Linked DNA regions of Pan troglodytes: region 2 is linked to region 1. Evidence: chromatin contacts called from public Hi-C data. All regions are on one chromosome and are shown on one strand. The core of a region is the stretch at or near the end of the contact, and the rest is flanking DNA. Distances in the headings are between cores, read along the strand shown.

What was found. A called contact is a pair of places that touch in the nucleus more often than the background predicts.
Region 2: a contact with region 1 is called in a Hi-C map of blood, with 13 times the contacts expected there. The contact joins the promoter of FBXL19 here to the enhancer-like site in region 1. A contact is called at or near these places in 3 of 7 Hi-C or Micro-C datasets (blood, induced pluripotent stem cells and stem cell-derived neural progenitor cells).

What each region holds. Positions count from the first base shown.
Region 1 is chr18:34,870,411-34,873,257 of NHGRI_mPanTro3-v2.0_pri, forward strand. The region is part of intron 5 of BCL7C (BAF chromatin remodeling complex subunit BCL7C); the gene reads right to left. Among named protein-coding and RNA genes, the nearest start is that of MIR762, 49 kb to the right of the region's middle. Within about 2 kb of position 1,336, at least 4 of the 24 cell types and tissues checked have an H3K27ac peak or open chromatin away from gene starts, as enhancers often do.
Region 2 is chr18:34,949,000-34,951,718 of NHGRI_mPanTro3-v2.0_pri, forward strand. FBXL19 (F-box and leucine rich repeat protein 19) reads left to right here and starts at 1,303. Exons shown (of 10, transcript XM_054669321.2): 1 at 1,303-1,605. The coding sequence starts at 1,564.

The DNA of each region.
Region 1 (2,847 bases), core at 86-2,585:
CACTCCAGTCTCGGTGACAGAGTGAGACCCTGACTCAAAAAACAAACAAACAAAAAAGTTGGTGTGAAGGAGTGGATTCTTCTATTGGTGTTTGCCATGTTTGCCATGGACACTGAGCGTTACCGGATCTGCTGGATCTCAAGCACCACACAGTAGACCAGCATGTGATGTAATGCAGCCTGGACTTGCTGCAGAGCCTTCTCTCGCTCCAGTCCCTGCTCAAAACTAGCAGCATAGACCGGGCACTGTGGGTCATGCCTGTAATCCCAGGATTTTGGGAGGCTGAGGTGGGTGGATCACTTGAGGTCAGGAGTTGGAGACAAGCCCGGCCAATATGGTGAAACCTCATCTCTACTAAAAATACAAAGAATAGTCAGGCATTGTGGCACATGCCTGTAATCCCAGCTACTTGGGATGCTGCTTGGCAGGAGAATCTCTTAAACCCGGGAGGCAGAGGTTGCAGTGAGCTGAGATCGCACCATTGCACTCCAGCTTTGGCGACAAAGCGAAACTCTGCCTCAAAAAAAAAAAAAAAAAAAAAGTCCGGGCGTGGTGGCTCATGCCTATAATCCCAGCACTTTGGGAGGCCGAGGCAGGCGGATCACAAGGTCAAGAGATCAAGACCATCCTGGCCAACATGGTGAAACTCCGTCTCTACTAAAAATACCAAAATTAGCTGGGCGTGGTGGTGCGCACCTGTAGTCCCAGCTACTCGGGAGGCTGAGGCAGGAGAACTGCTTGAACCCAGGGGGCAGGGGTTGCAGTGAGCCCAGATGGCACCAATGCACTCCAGCCTGGTGACAGAGTGAGACTCCGTCTCAAAAAAAAAAAAAAAAAGGAAAAAAACAAACAAACTAGCAGCCTTACAAATACTAATTTGCTCCAAGAAAGATATTGTATCTGGGAACAGCAGCTACAATTGGAGTCACCATCTGATAAAGTTTATGATAGTCCACAGTCATTCTCCGAGATCCATCTGACTTCTGCACAGGCCACACTGGTGGGTTAAATGAGCATGTGATAGGTGTCATCACCCTTGCTTCTTTTAATTTTTTGATGGTGGCATTAATCTCTGTGCTTCCCTCAGGAATGTGGTATTTCTACTGGCTTCTTTTCTCTGTAGGGAGGGGAAGTTCCAGGGGCTTTCACTTAGGCCTTCCTGTCATATTGACCTTCAGTCTGAGTCAGAGAGCCTATGTGGGGATTCTGGCACTATGTCAGTTTTCAATCAGTTGTCTCAGCTCTAAATGTCACCCTCCAGTACCTGCTCTAAGATAACGGGCTGGACTTCTAATACATTTCTCCTTGCAAAGAACATGATGTTATGCTTTGTCAGTAGAGGGCGCTGGTGGGACATTGCAAGAAGAAGGGGAAGCTCTTCCTGGTTCTGGTCCTGTTGAGGTTTCATTTTTCTTGCTCTTGCTGCAGTTTTTCAGGGGCAGATCCCAGTGGTTCTCTGCCCTAGATGCATGTCCAGAGTGAAAAGTCCTTGGGAGGCCCAAAGACCCCAGTTTGCAACACTTTACCACGTTCCCTCCCCCAATATGGACACCACAAATCCCATACCACATGCCGCCTTTGCTGTGAGTGGCTCCTGGCACTTGGACAGTTTTTGCACACCCACCACTGGTCCTGACCTTTATTGGCTTTCTCTAGCACTGAACTCTGGCAGAGCACGCTTCTCCAGTACTTGGCTTCTGTAGCGGTCTAGCTTTCTCCAGCACTGTGCTCTCACCAAGCGCACTTTATCTAACAGGTAGAAAGCATGGCTTTCTCTGCCACTTGGTTCCTGTATGGGTAGAGCTTCCTCAGGCACTGGGCTCTTGCTGAGTCTGCATGCTCTCGTGCTTGACTCCTCTAATAGCCTGACTGTCTACAGTGCTTGATCCTTGCACTGGCAAAGCTCTTTCCAGCAATGGGCTCCTGCAGAGTGAGTTTCCTACAGTTCTTGGTTCCAACAGTGCTTGGTGGAATAGCAGCTTCACCTGATACCCCAGAGGGCCGATTTCTAGGAGGTCTCATTTGGTGAGGCATGTCAGTGGCTTCTCTGCCATGCCTTTCAAATGACATCTGGATCTCAGCCCTTGTGGGAGAAGATTCTTCATTGGATACTGTATCTCAGCCCCGGGGATAGTAGCTGATCTTTATATCTGCCACCTCTGTATTTCTGCATTCTTTTTTTTTTTTTTTTATTGAGACAGCACTCTGTTGCCCAGGCTGGAGTACAGTGGTGCAATCACAGCTCACTGCAGCCTCAAACTCCTGGGCTCAAGAGATCCTTCAGCTGGGCGCAGTGGCTCATGCCTATAATCCCAGCACTTTGGGAGGCCGAGACAGGCGGATCACAAGATCAGGAGATCGAGACCAGCCTGGCCAACGTGGTGAAACCCCGTCTCTACTAACAATACAAAAATTAGCTGTGCATGGTGGCAGGTGCCTGTAGTCCCAGCTACTCTGGAGGCTGAGGCAGGAGAATTGCTTGAACCCGGGAGGCAGAGGTTGTAGTGAGCTGAGCTAAGATCACGCCACTGCACTCCAGCCTGGGCAACAGAGCGAGACTCCATCTCAAAAAAAAAAAAAAAGAAAGATCCTTCAGCCTCAGCCTCCTCAGTAGCTGGGACCACAGGTTTGCACCACCATGCCTGGCTAATTTTAAAATTTATTTATTTATTTATTTATTTATTTATTTATTTATTTATTTTTTTGGAGATGGAGTCTCACTCTGTGGCCCAGGCTGGAGTGCAGTGGCGCGATCTCAGCTCACTGCAAGCTCCGCCTTCTGGGTTTAAGAGATTCTCCTGCTTCAGCCTCCCGAGTAGCTGGGACTACAGGCGCCCACCAACACGC
Region 2 (2,719 bases), core at 53-2,552, 79 kb after region 1:
AGTGACAGAGCAAGACCTTAAAACACACACAAAAAAACAAAAAACGGCAGAAAGATGAGAAGCCGTTCCATTTGCATAGGCAGTTGAAGTGTCTAGGCAGAGGCCTCCAAGGCTGACTGGATATCAGGCAGGGGATGAGACTAGACAGCCTGCAATGCCTCCAACTCCAGGTTGCGGAAATCGTGTTTGTAGTACTTCAGTCGAATGGAGATTGAGCGCCCCCTGGGAGCAGTGCTCGGTAACAGACGCTGGAGGACCCCGATGAGGAGGGGCGGGGGTCGGTTCAATCTGGGAGGAGCCTGCGGGTCAGTTTTCTTCTCACAGGAGCTAACTCTGTCCGGCATCATGGATTCCTGGGCTCCCAGAACGGCTGGGCAGGAAGGGACCTTAGAAAGGGATCTACCACCGCGTGCCCCGTGCCAGAATTGGGCACTTTGGTGACAAGAACATTGGCTTGTTTAACACTCACAACTGTGCTTCGAGGTGGGGATCATTATCCCCATTGTCCCCATTTTGCAGATGAGAAAAAGCAAGGTTTGGTGGCTTCCCGGGGCGGGGCGGGGATTCGCTGTGACTCCAGGTCCTTTTCCCCGGAGCCCGCACGTCTTGTAAGACACTGATTCCCGGAGGTCTGAGGAGCAGGAATCGAGTGGGAGGTGCCCAGGCTTTCTAGGGAACAAGAGTGTGAATACACTCTGGACGAGAACCACGCCCCCCTGTTCGACAAGACTGATTCCTGCTGCCTTCCTTTAAGGGCCCTCCCCTGAAACGCAAAGTCCTCGCCCCATGGAGAGGCGGACATTCTTTATTCCCGGATCGCCCGACGTTTTTCTCCCCCACCCGCACTGATCCCCACTGGTGACATAAATCCTTCCCCTCCACTCGCGAGTGAAAGCTTGGGACTACATTTCCCGCCAGGCTATTCAGAAGCCGGTGGCGGAGAGAGGAGAAAAGAGTCTTTCCGTTTCCGTCGCCTGGCAATTTGGCGTGTCCGCCGGGATTCACATTTCAACAGCGACGTCCTTTCTCTGTTGGGCTCGGCAAGGAACTACATTTCCCAGCAGGCACCGGCGCAGAGGTCGAGGGGCGAGGTCGCCATCTTTTTCGTAGTCCTCTCCCTCATTTCCGCAGGGAAGAGGCCAGACGCCTGGACTACACATCCCATGTCGCAGTCGCCCCGGCCCTGCAGCCGCCATCTTTGCCGGTGGCCCCGCCCCATCCCCTTCCATTGTCTCGACTTGAGATGATAAACGGGAGCCGGGAGACTGCAACTCCCGTCAGGCCGTGCGCCACTGGTGGGGGGGATTTCGAGACCACAGGCGGGCGAGGTGCCCAAGGTGGTGGAAAGCGGAGACCGGGAGAGGTTAGGTAGCCTGCCATCTTTACGGTAGTCTCCTCGTCCTCTTGGTTCCGCCATTCTTAAGGAACACTAGAAGGCTAGAAAACTACTAATCCCATCGCACCTCGTAAGATCGACTACTAGTCAGGTGTATGTCCCTCTTCCGCCATCTTGCTTGTAGTCCTCTTTCCTTTTCACCTTTCCATTGTTCCTGACGAGTAGAAATGGCAGCGGGAAGGCAGCAGATGGACTGCGACTCCCGTCAGGTACCACACACGCGGAGGGTTGTGGACAGGAGGGCGTGTGAGCGCCTGGGAAGGAGGTCGGGTCGGGGGAGAAGGCCATCTTGTTTGTAGTCATCGTTCCCTCTCCTTCTCGATGTTCTGCAACTGGGAGCCTCGGGGCAACGGGACTCTAACTCCCGGCATCCTCGGCTCCCGGCTGGGCACGCCCTCCGCCGTCCTGTTTGTAGTTCCCGCTGTCCCCAGCGTCCTATTGTTCCCCCGTAGCATCAGTGGCCGCAGGACTACAACTCCCGTCGAGCCCTGCGTGCGTTCGTCCTGGAAAGTGGAGATGGTGGAGGAAGGAGGGGGAAGGGGGCGGGGTTCCTCTGGGAGAAGGAGGGAGTAAAGAGGGGGAGGAGGAGGAGGAGGAGGGAAGGAGGAGGGAGGGGAGGGGAGGGGGGAAGAGAGGAGGAAGGAGGAAGGAGCTGAGGAGGGATGAGAGAGGCGGCCAGGGCCCCGGGCCGTAGCAGCGCGGGGCTGGGGGACCAGGGGGGCTGAGACACCCCAACTGCCCCCTTCCCCTTTCCCTCTCCCCCTCTATCCTTTCCTTCCACCCTCCCGCTTGAGGAGGGGGATTTATTCAAATTTTATTTAAATCCCTATCTCCCGAGGGTCGCGCGCTGGGGGGAGGGGGAGAGGTCGGGGGTGCGCGCGGGCTGGGGGGGCGGGGCCGGAGCAGCTTCCTTCACCCCCCCTCCGCTCATCTCGTAGCCGTAGGGCAGGGGGTCGCAGTCCAGGGGCGGGCCCAGGGGAGGGGGGCAGGTTACAGCGACCCCCCCCTCCCCGGGAACCGGCGGTGGGCGGGCTTGAACCCCGGAAACGTTGGGGGGGGGCCCAGGCCTGGCCCTGGACCCCTGGGCAGTGGGGTCCGGGAAGGGGCCAGTTAAAGGGCCAGGGGCGCTGGGGAGAGGCGGGGCGGGGTGGGGGGAGGGGAGCTGGGACTCGGACCCGGGACTGAGTGGGCCCCGGGCAGAAGCTGAGCACCCTGCGCCCAAGGAGCCCCCGTTGGCCTGGGGGGGCTGAGGGACTGAGCCCCCCAGAGCAGGACCTCCCCCTGGAAGGGCCGCGCCGCAGCCCGTGGGAGGGCCTCGCCCCC